Regions from separate parts of the Danio rerio genome. Here region 2 is linked to region 1. Evidence: chromatin contacts called from public HiCAR-type data. All regions are on one chromosome and are shown on one strand. Each heading gives the region's core, a stretch centred on a gene start, on an enhancer-like site or on the middle of the called end of the contact. The rest is flanking DNA. Distances are from core to core; before and after follow the strand shown. Region 1 holds the start of epyc (epiphycan). Region 2 holds the start of wu:fc23c09.

Region 1 (5,947 bases), core at 2,148-4,647:
ACATTTTGTTTTGTTTTTTTAGAGAAAAAAAATTTTTTAATATTGATAAACTCTGTAATCATTAACAGGATGGATACTGGTTGTAATAGTGAAATAAAACCCTGTAAAGTCTTAAACTCAATCGCAAGATCCAAGAACCCCCTACCTAATCCATCGGCCATCTTGAATCCACTCAGTGGGTGCTTCTCAATTCTGATTTCTGCATCCTCACTTCCTTTCCTCTTGTTTAAGCTCCACCTCTACAGGATTCGAGGGAAGGATGCAAGGAAAAGGAGCGAGGACAGAGTATTTGAATGAAGTGAAATGATGTATCCTCGCTTCCTTTAGCATCACTTCAAGGCGTCATTATTTAATGGAAACTTTACACCACTGATTTAGTTCGCACGTCAAGATTCTTGAATATGTCAGATGTCAGTTATTTTTATTGTAAAAGTTTCAACCTCCACAATAAAACCAAAAATGGCATATAACAAATACTTCTTTAATGTTTTTTATTAGATTTTTCTTTACTGCACATTTTTTTCTGACAAATTTTTACTTTTACTCCTTACATTTTTAAATTGGGCTCATAACTTTTGTTTTATTTTAGTGTTATTATGTTGTGTGGAGCGACCTATAATATTTCTTGTCATTGCTTGATCTAAATGCCTTTTTGATACAATCAATCTATTTTTTGTCATTGTGGATGATACACAGGGCAACTTTTTGTTGGACAATATTGTAGAACGATGTTGCTTGGCTGCTTTTTTGCTTCAGCAAAAATTGCAGCAAAAAAAATTTTTACCCCAAAAAATTTAAATGTAAGTTATAAGTTATATGTAAGTATATATATATATATATATATATATATATATATATATATATATATATATATATATATATATATATATATATATATATATATATATATATTTAAACTTAATATATTAAGTTATATATATATATATATATATATATATATATATATATATATATATATATATATATATATATATATATATATATATATATATTAAGTATAGATATATATACATGATGTGTGGTTTAGTTACCAGCATAAAAACTAAAACTGGTAGTCATAAAAAACATAATAATTACATATATAGCGTCCCAGCAGCTACACAACATCATAAGACGGTAATATTGGGTTAGATTGAGGTCCAGGTGACCAAAATTCAATGTCTAGCCAGCATCTAAGGACAACGTTATTTTGACGTCCAATAACGAAATCATATTGTGTTGATATTCAGTTGATTTTAGGTTGGGTTGGAAAGTGACCAAAATCGAACATCTGATAGATGTCATAGTGGTGACATGCACACAACGTCAAGATGTAGGTTGGACGTTGGGTTCTGAGGTCAACCTGATTTTCATTTCCAAACAAAATCCAATGTCCCCACAATGTTGGGGTACGCTGAGGTACAACATCAATATGACGTCATGATGACGTCGTGTGCCAGCAGGGATGTTGTAGCAGACACTGTAAATAAAAAAGTTCTAATTTTTCACATTATTTTATAATGGTTCCAAGAAGAACCTGTAACATTTATGAAATCTTTCAAGTCTTAAGGCTTCAGCTTATTAAACATTAAAAATGGAACCATTCACTGAAAGGTATTTTGGAGATCCAAGACGGTTCTTCTACCTAATTAGGGCCATTGCTGGGTAAATTACAATTTTATCTATTACAAATCCATGTTAATATCGTAAATCTATTTGATCTTATTCTAACCCGAATTGCTTAGTATCATTTCTCATGGTAAGGAATGATAAGAGGCTGAGAGGACAGCAATGACCAGCTGGAGTGGAGGAAGTGAAGGGTGCGCTTGATGGACAAACCAAGTTCTGGTCCTCAGGGTGAGACGGAGAGAACTAGCTGAGAGAGGGAGGACTCTGACAGAGCCCCTTTATGAGTGTCTGTCTCCACACTCAAGTTCGAAATTCCACCGAGGTTTGTGGACAACATGGCAGTGAGTTACGATCTCTCTCTATCTCTCTTTCATACACCAACACACACACATCCACTTTCGGCGAAAGGCTATTTTTGGGGCAAAGCTGCACTCTAGAAAACACTTTGTTTTTAGACATATTTCAACCCCCTATGGACTTCTGACAGCCAATCAACACATCATGAATTGAGATTATATAGTAATGATATAGATTTGCAATCACGTATAGGAGTCCCAGTGAAACTTCAGTGTACCAGTGTCTGACAGCTCGAGCAGGGAAATACTGAAAGAGGGACTATGCTGCACACAGAGCTCTGCTTTTACACACTGTTTGCAGTGTGTAGACCCTGTGTGTGTATGTGTATGTGAGAACTGACTATACCAATGTTGTTTTTGGCTCTACCCAACAGCATTCCACATGCTCATTGATTTTAAAATTTCTTCTACTCTAGGGATGCTGCCAATATTGCCTTCATGGCTTATTTGCTTCCAATATGTCAAAATACAAAAATACACAAGTGTTCTAGAGACATATTATCCATTTGGCAACCCACTGGGGATTTTTATTTTAGCTTAAAAACTGAAGGAATCATTTAACTCTGAAAACACTGACTTTCACTGAACACAGTATTCAGTAGCAATTTACAGCTCTTCTATCACATTTTCTCAATATATACTTTTGAATTGTAAACAGTAAGCCATTACAGAATCAACTAGCAGAAGCAGAACCATCTCCCCATTAAAACATCAAATGGCAAGTGACCGGTATAATGAGAATACTTAAATTGGCATCATTACAGCACAGGTCACATGTTATCCCACTTAAAACTGTTGTAAATCACTTCAGTTCCAACATTATAAGCAGAAATATAGTCATGAAGATTATGGAGAATAGAAGCATTGTATATAATTAAAGCCAGAAATCCACATGACAAAATGGAAAATCCATTGCCCTCAGTAGAATCAATCAGGTGAATGACTTTACCTTATTAAACGTGCATTATTTTTACAATTACAAGGAGATTCATCATGATCAGGCAGTGCATATCTATATTATATCATAAATGCAGTCATGTAGAAGGCAAAAATTATCATCAATCAAAAGCCTGAGTACAGTAAGTGAGAATCATTTTAGCTTAGCTTCAGTGTCCAGTACCACTGAAGCCAAGAAGGGGAAGCCCTTGGGTCCGGTCTCTGTTCCTAAGCACAGCACTAGCATTTAGAAGAACATACAGTAGAACCCTTACCTCTTTCTCCTCCTTTCCCAAATGGTCCTGTTCTTCAGATCGGACAGGCAGAGGGCTGGTGGGCCTGGCCAATGGCAATGGGTCACTCACGGTGAGTGTGTATCTGTGTGTGGATGCTTATGAGTGTGTGACGTGTATGTGTGCACACACTCCCAGACCCGTGCAACCCTACCTGCCCGTGAATGTGAAGGTAAGAAGTGAGACCGAGAAAAGGGAGAAATTGAGTTTTGGTCACATCTACAGCAGCGCCCACCCCATACCACACTGCATCACACACACACACACTGAACAGACACACAATTTGCATGCTGACAGACCCCCAGCTGCGAAAATCCTTTAATCCCTTACAACCATCGCTCCTTTTTGTTTCCTGAAGAGACACATAAGTTATTCAGTTCTAAGTAGGAGATATTTGTCTTCCTTTTCCTGAGGTGAGCATGAGGCATGCTCTGCTTTCATGTAGGCATCTGCAGGGCCTCGGTGCACAATGGGCCCTCTGTGAGGCTCCTGTATTGGTACAACATAGAGAAAGTGAAAAAGGGCCCCATTCTGTTCTGCACCAGGACTCGATTTTAAAACTCTGCTCTGAACAGATGCTGCAAAAACCTGCTAACCCAAACAAGTACCTGTTTCAACTTCAGATGGGATGTTTTTACAAGCTTCGAATCTCTTTTTTACACTAATTCCCTTCCTCTATGACCCAGTAGTCATATTTCTGCTGAGTCCCATGAAAAAAGAATCCAGCATTGCTCTGTTTAGAACTAGGACTGTCAGGTAATTCAAATATAGCACATGTTGCGTTATGTTTAAGTCTTATTAAGTTTGATTATGTGTGGCATTTATAGGTTAGCAAACATGGGATTTATTTGCTTATTCTGCCATCTTTAATTACCTTGCGAATGAAACATATCAGGTAGCCTACATCTTGCTAGGCGCCATGTTGGATCCTCATTCCCTTCAGAACTTCCCTAATAGATTCAGCAAGGTGAACTGAATCTGAATGTGGCAGCAGAAATCAAGACTCATTAGACTAGACAACTTGTTTAAATTGTCCTATTGTTTTTAGTTAGTAAGAGCAAGGGTCTTTTGTTGCTGTACCTAATTTGCATCTAAGTTTATTGTGTTGAGTGTTCATACATGCTCTTCTGCAGTTTGAGGAGTGACCCATTTCCACCGAGTGGTACAGTACGGTGCTATATGGGTCGGTATGGGTCATCTTTATCAGGCTTGCCTTTCCACTGCCAAAAGGGTACCATTGGCGTGGTGTATGACAGAACGTTTCATTCAACGTCATTCTCGCTCGAGGAAATGTCAAAGTATGAGTAGCACTTCTCACAAAACAGATGCTTTATACACATAAATACTTGTGTATAAATGTTCATTACTAACCTTTCTATAAACATGATTTGATTATAACTGCAGACCAATCATGCGAAATAGCCTACATTGTGTCTGCCATTATATAAAATAAATAAATGCAACATATATGAACACATATAGACCTTTAAAGTTATAGTAAAAACTACACACAACATACATTTAGTCCTTATTTGGGTTCAAAAACAACATGCAACATATAGCCCACAGTCAGTGCAAACCTCTCATCTGCATCTTGAATCTTTACCAGCACATGTAACCCCTTGTTAGAAAGTAATTCTGTAATTCCGAGTTCATAATAGTCCAAAAGGTGATCATAATTAAAAAAGGCAGTTTGTTTATGTTTTAGGTTGCTGAAACAATCATTTGCTCCCGTTTTTTCCGGCTTCTCCTTTGTTTTTACGCACTTCACTTTTGCGTTTGTCCATTTCTGAAAGGATCAAATGTCAGAAGCACTTCAATAATCACGCGCACTTTTTATTATCAGTTTAGAGGTTTGTTATTTCAAATATAAACACAGACGTGAACTCTCTCGAGAAAGTGAAACCTCTCACGCTTTAGACGGCCATGTAAACAACGACAGTAGATTCTGCTCTTCTTCTTGTGGCTGTTCATCAAGATGACGACAAGGTTTGTTTAAGCTTGGGTTGACCATGGCTTGTTATTATATGTATATATTATTACGGTGTAATGTCTTGGCTGTGTATTTAAAATTGGAGCTTCCTTTGTTTTCATTTTCTTGGCTTGTGCACGAACTATTGATGTATCTCTGTAAACAAACAGCGTTCAGCTGCGCATCTTGCTTCACGTTTTGGTACCCTTTTGTTGTGCTAGGTGACCTTTTTAAGGGGTACCCAAAAAGTGTTACGATATGGTATGCTTTTTGATACTTATTGACAGTGGAAACAACCATAAAAGCGTATCGAACCGTACCACTTAGTGGAAATGGGCCATAATTGTAGCCTCTTGATCAGCTCAAAACGCCTTGGCCATTCTACTCTGACCCTTACAATCAGTAAAGTATTTCGCCATTTTTTGAATCATTCTCTGTCAAGCCTAGATATGTTTGTGTGTTGAAATTAAATTTTTGAAATATTCAGACCATCCCTTTCAGCACCAACAACCATTCCATGTTTAGTGTCACTTCAATCATCTCTCTTCGCTATTCTTATGCTCAGTTTGAAATTGATCTCCTTGACCATGTCATCATGCTCAAAAGCAAGTTTCCAAGTGACTGTAGAGTATATAAAATGCAAAGATATTAAAGAATATTTAAGATATACAAGCGGTAAAAGACACCACATGCACCAAAAAGGTGCTTAGCTGAACCAAGAAGCATGCACTGACGTCCTTGCAAATCCTCTGAACAGTGCC
Region 2 (6,081 bases), core at 3,343-5,842, 120 kb after region 1:
ATTCAACATCTAGTCAAATTTCATCACAACAAATAACCCAGGCCGCATACACTTAAATTCTGTTTTTGGCTATATTTGATCAGATCGAGTAGGGTCTGTCTGCGGACTGCAAGATAGGGGCGTAATTTGAAGGTGTCTTAGGGGCGTAACTTCTAGTACATTAGAGGCATAACTTGAAGTTATGGAGGCATGTCAAAAGTATGTTGTCCTCAACATGGCGCTGTACATCAGTTATTAACGTCTACACCTACTCCACACCTAAAGCCAACCGTCACAATTATTAACGTCTCTACCTAACTAGGGTTGTTATGATACTGGAATTCGATACCAATCGGTACTGAAATGTCCCGCAAACATTTAAGCGCTGTGGAGCATATTCTTAAACATCGCTGATTTGCCATTGTGTTCACCTGTTCACCAGAAATGACTGTGATTGGCCTTAAAAGTCATCGGTTCACCAAATTGAGCCTAAACACAGATACAGGGACACTGAAGCGTTTTAAGGTCACGTCGATCAGCTGGTTTCTTTAAAAGCTGATTTACGATATACGATGAATTGTGGCTTTAAAAGGCTCCAATGTCCCTGTATCTGTGGTTACATGCAGTAAACAGCGGTAAGTTCGGTGAACCGATGACCTCTACGGCCACTCACAGTCATTTTTGTTGAGCATGTGAAAACAATGGCAAATCAGCGATGTTTAAGAATGTTTAGGTTATTTGCAACCACAGGGGGCGACATCGAGTAGAAGTCAACGAATAAAGTTGCATGGTGGAGTTGCTAATCGTATGAATATAATAATATATCAAAGAATTTGTTGTAGATAAATTTGGAGAAAACTCTTAAAAAAATTTTCTGGTAAGCCATCTTGCCAACTACATTTCATTGTGACATCTCACATGGTTCAATATGACAACTGCAAGTTACGCCTTTGACTTACTACAGGTTACGTCCCTTCATCTTACGCCCCTGTTTTGCAGTCCGCAGGCAGACACACTTGATCAAATCAGAGAAGCAGCATCAGAAAAGTACTCAATATGTGTCAAGTAATGCACGACACCTCATGCCCATCAAAACTATCGTCTACAGAGCTGAGCATTTTTGCAGTTTATATAGTTTATCACTAACTGCAATTTCTGACTTTTCATCCTATTGAAAGTAAGTTTGTCAAACTCATCATCGTCGCAGATGCCAACTCCAACCATAGCCTGCCCCTTTTATCTAGGGCTTCCCAATTGATTCATTCAGTAAAGTTCCACCACTTGAAAGCCTCTGAGGCATCTGAAGGCCAGCGTGTCCAGATGACCTAGATCTATCATGTTATATTCCAGTTGCACCTTCACCAAGCGGCTCAGTGGGGACACATTGTCTCGACCCCAACAGAATGCATCACGAGGAATCGAACGGATGTTGTTGTGCATAAATGTTGCAGAGTGCAGCCACAATGGGAGCTGCCGTGGTACCTGTTCTAAGGCATTGTAACTCATATCTAGCTGATGCAGAAGTGGGAGAACTCTGAAGGCACCAAGAGCCACTTTGGCGATTTTGTTTCTTGCTAAACCTAGATGCTCCAGTTGAGGCATAGAAACAAAGGCATCCTTGGTAATGCTCAAGATGAAGTTTCCTTCCAAGTTGAGGGTCTTTATGGTGTGGGGTAGATGGCGAGGAACTCGCTTCAGTAAGTTGCCTTCTAGATTCAAACTCTCGAGGCCAGTGGCATTCAATAGTGCTGCCTTCCCAAGCCCTTTATCGGTCAATCTGTTCAAACTTAAATCCAGAATCTGCAACTCTGACTCTCCCCAGAACATGTCACCTTGTAGACGTTGAATGCGATTGCCTCTGAGATACAGTTCTCGAAGACTGAGGGGCAGCTGCATTGGAACAGAGGCGAGCTGGTTGTAGGACAGAGTGAGGGTCCGAAGGCTGCCCAAAGGAAGAAGCACACCTGGAGGGATAGTCAACAGGGTGTTGTTGCTCAGGCTAAGAATTTGCAAACTCGGACAGCGTTCAAAAGCTGCATTGGACATTGCACTTATCTGGTTCCAGTCCAGACGTAGCTCCTCAAGAGTAGCAGGCAGGTCTGTGGGGATGCTTCGGAGAAGGTTCCGCTCCACATATAATCTCTTTAGACGCTGAATCCCTTCAAATGCTTTCTTGACTGCGGAATCTGTTAAACGGTTGTTCCTTAACACCAGGAACTCCATGGAGTCGTACTGGGAGAGCAAGTTTAACTGAATGCTATCAATTTTGTTGTTCATTAAGAGAATGTACCTGGAGTTGTAAGGAATTCCATAAGGTATTTTGACCAAGTGTTTGTCAGAACACTGCACAACCCTGTAAAACAAGAGATTGATTTGACGGACAAATTACAGTGTAAAAAGTTAAGGTCAGTTATTTCATGCTTGGTTAAGACAATTCTAAAACACTTTTTTGTAGAGTTTAGCTGCAACCATAATCCAGTAGACACGAAAAAAGCTAATTTCATCTGGCACAGTTCAACCAAAAATGAAAAATTGCCATAATTTGCTCATTGTCCAAAAGTTGCTAGCATGTCTGAGTTTCTGTGATTTATATTAGGAACAACATACCATACTATGAAATTCGATGGCTGTTTTACTCCCAAGATTCTTCAATGTATAATGCGTTGTGTTCAACAAAAGAAAAAAAATCAAGTTTAAAGGCACTTTGTGTGAGGAAATAAAATTTTTTGGGTAAACTATTCTTTTAATGTCTTCAGGAGTGATAAAAACAACAACAGGCAAGTAAGTTTAATAAGGGTTGGAGGTCGAAACCGCTCCATCACACCTGCCTGTAGGTTTCAAGTGAGTATGAAGATCTCAGTGAGCAGGTTTTAGCATGTCTAATTACTGTTAAACTATAAAACACAATAACCCTAAAGGACACCCCTGGGTTAAGATGTAGTTGACACATACCTCCCATAGCAGGAACACTCTGATGGGCAGTAGTTATCTTCAAAATAAGGAAAATGCGACGGAGTTGTTGGCTTCAGTTTCTGCTCATGATTTAACTTTTTAACTTTCTTTGCTTTTTTCGAAACTTTGGTTGTCTTCCTTGGCTTCCCCTTTACAGCCTTTTTTTTCTTCCCTTTCAGTGTTTTATTGTCTTTATGTTTGGCCACTTTGCTTTTTGCTTTGTCCGTAAAGGTACTGGGAAGGGCCTTTGCAGTGGGTCCCGCTCTCGCTGACAATGCAGTGACTTCAACACTCACTTCCTCCTTTAGGTGGAGCTCAGAGACGTTCATCACATGGAGTTCCACTTTAAGGTCATCATTTGTTCTGCTTTCATTTAGTAATGTGGTTCCCATTGCATCTGGAGTGTGAAATTTTGGGGTTTCAACTGTGGTTTCAGATGAAAGGTTTGTATTGGTGATGACATACAAGGTCTCTGGAGCTGATGCTGGTCTCTGTGGTGTGGAGGAGAATGATGGAGGTGGAGTAGCTGATTCTGTGAGCAGAACTGGATGGGATGTGATAGATATGCTAGGAGTGTTGTATTGCTTCAGAGTTGGCCGGGTGAAATCCAATGTGTCAGGTTCATCCGGACTCTGTCCTTGCTGGTTCTCTTTTTCCTCTGCATCCTCTGTGCGTATCATTGTTTGTCCCATTTCTGTTTCTTTCATACCATGTTCTTCATTACTATTGTTAGTTTCTTTTTCTGCCCCACGGATTTTGACCTCTTCCTCACTTCTTTTCTCTTCTTCAGCGTTTAGAGCTTCCATTACCCGAGTAAGTCTCTGCTTTCCCCAAAGGTCACCTTCTGCAGATGCATTCTGCAAAACGGTCACATTTACACCTACAGAATAAAAGGTAACTCATCTTTAGGACCTTTACAAACACAATACATTTTTAAAATAAATACTGGCTCAGTTGTTATGGGACATTTGCCAAATATACTGTAATACCTTAGAAATAAGAGTCATGATATAAGCAGATTACAGTCATATTTCCTTAGAATACTGCATGTTTTTTTGTAATCCGACATGCATCACTGAAACATTCTGAATATTCAACATTAAAACATGGATTAAAACGTATTTAAATTAGTTCAATTTAGGAGTACTTACTTGGCTGAAGCACAAAAGTGTGTACGGTCACAACAAAAATCCAAAACAGCAGCACAAGGGGCTTCATTTTTACCTAAAAAGGCTAAGGAGAAGAAAACAATCATCTAACTAACAATGAAAAGTTAGAATAAAACCATCTGCAGTATAAGAAAAAATCTGTGGCCATCAACCAAGCTCCAGGAGACTGAAATAAAAAATGTAAACACCTACGATTTTAAAAATGGCAGGCAACCACATTAAAGTTTCCAGAAAGCTTCCATTTACAAGCTGTAACTGATCATTTGAGCATAAATCCAGACCCTGAAGATTTTGTAATGAGGTCGGCCCAGCAGGCACGGCTTACCTGGAGTGTGTTCAAGGTGAGTATGTGGCATCCGTCCTTCATATGTAGAAGTTCTTCTGCTCTGCAGACATGCTGGCTTTCTGCTTCACCGTCTTCACAGCATGACTGACTCAACACAAACAAATAGATGCGCATACGGACTAATGGACCCATTTAAAGACTCTCCCGTCTCCTTAATGCAAATTCCACATACACACTCAGGAAAATGACTCGTGAGTTATATAGCTCTCTTCAAAGATGCTTATCATTACGGGAATTTTCTCACTTACACACTAGATCCGAAAACAATCTAGCGGATCAATTCAGAGGAATGAAGATAGACATACTAAATTGGAAGGTCAAAGGTCAGGATTGATACTATTTGCCTTCATTTCACAGACACGGGTACACTTGCACTACAATGACAAGTATTTTCTTATGTGACCTTTGACCTTTCGATAAGATTGTGTGAGGTGCATAGAGCTGTGTGAGGTGAGGCATAGCAAAATATTCTAGACTGAAATTCAACTGTAAAAGTTTAACTGTAAAAAAGAAACCTTTTGTTCAACCTCTATTTGGTATTTCATCGTAACAGATGTTAAACCAAACAAACAAATTATTCAAAACCTTTGTCTACAGAGATTCTTCGCTTTTCTGAGGCATTTGAGCAAGCCGATGTCTAATTCTGACTCCTACTGTGTCTCCCAGCAGAGCTTTAGCAGATGCAGCTTTATCCAGAGTGTGGGAAAACAAAAAAGATGATTAAAATAAGATGCTTGCTGTCACCACCAAACAGCAGGAGAGGAGAGCGTGAGCTGGCAGGAAAATGCAGAGTTTTGGATAGTTTCGCGATGCGTTTGCAACTTTGTCATACACTGTACGTCAGGCCTTCCGTTAACTGTGCCAGAACATCTGACAGATTTACACAAATTGTTTTTACAGGCCAGCACAGCACATCACCGGTTTATTTTTATTCAAATATTTTCAGAATTGTCTGATTTTAAGCTTGCTTCCTAAGTTGAAGTTTTTAACACATGGTACTTAAAAAAAACGTTTATTTTGTCGCTGCATTTGCAAATTCAATCTTACTGTATTTACCTATAGAGGATATATTATAGTGTCAATTTTGATATTAATAAAATAAAATAACAAATGACAAAATATTGACTGAATCCACTATCTGCGATTCTACTATCATTTATTGTATGTAAAATCTGTACTAGGCATGGGCTGGTTTAAGATTGCGACGGTAAGATAACATTGGATATAAATATCCAGGGTTCATACACACTTTTAGTCAATTTTCATGACCTAATGTTTCATGTAATGTCTACATATATGTGGTAAATCATAAGAAATGTTAAAATTTATTACAGCATATCATAAAACACACAATAGTTTCAATTTATTTTTATATCTACAGTATGTAAAATAGATGATGCTTACGCAGCGCTAATAATGTAAGACCATGTTTTTAGCCAAGAAAAAAAAAGTAGTATAAACAACTAACCTACATTACAATATACAGGTATTTGTCAAACTAATTTTGGACATCTTAATAGTTAGTTAAACTAGTAATAATAGGTCAAACTACTTCTATTACAAAGCTGCGATCACACTGCACTTTTCACTCCATCGATTTCCATTCATAGGCATGCGAATGCGGCAGACCAGAAA

What was found. HiCAR-type assays count read pairs that join an accessible place to other places.
Region 2: a HiCAR-type map of caudal fin shows a contact between it and region 1, with 5 times the contacts expected there. The contact joins the promoter of wu:fc23c09 here to the promoter of epyc in region 1. A contact is called at or near these places in 9 of 18 Hi-C or Micro-C datasets (caudal fin, embryo, fibroblasts and 2 more) and 2 of 4 datasets of contacts at active chromatin or transcription factors (caudal fin and embryo).

The regions. Positions count from the first base shown.
Region 1 is chr4:16,917,585-16,923,531 of GRCz12tu, forward strand. It overlaps epyc (epiphycan), which reads right to left and starts at 3,398. Exons shown (of 7, transcript NM_001348483.1): 1 at 3,197-3,398.
Region 2 is chr4:17,033,691-17,039,771 of GRCz12tu, forward strand. It overlaps wu:fc23c09, which reads right to left and starts at 4,593. Exons shown (of 4, transcript NM_001423131.1): 1 at 4,426-4,593; 2 at 4,083-4,164; 3 at 2,932-3,811; 4 at 1-2,332. The coding sequence starts at 4,149. The coding sequence ends at 1,243.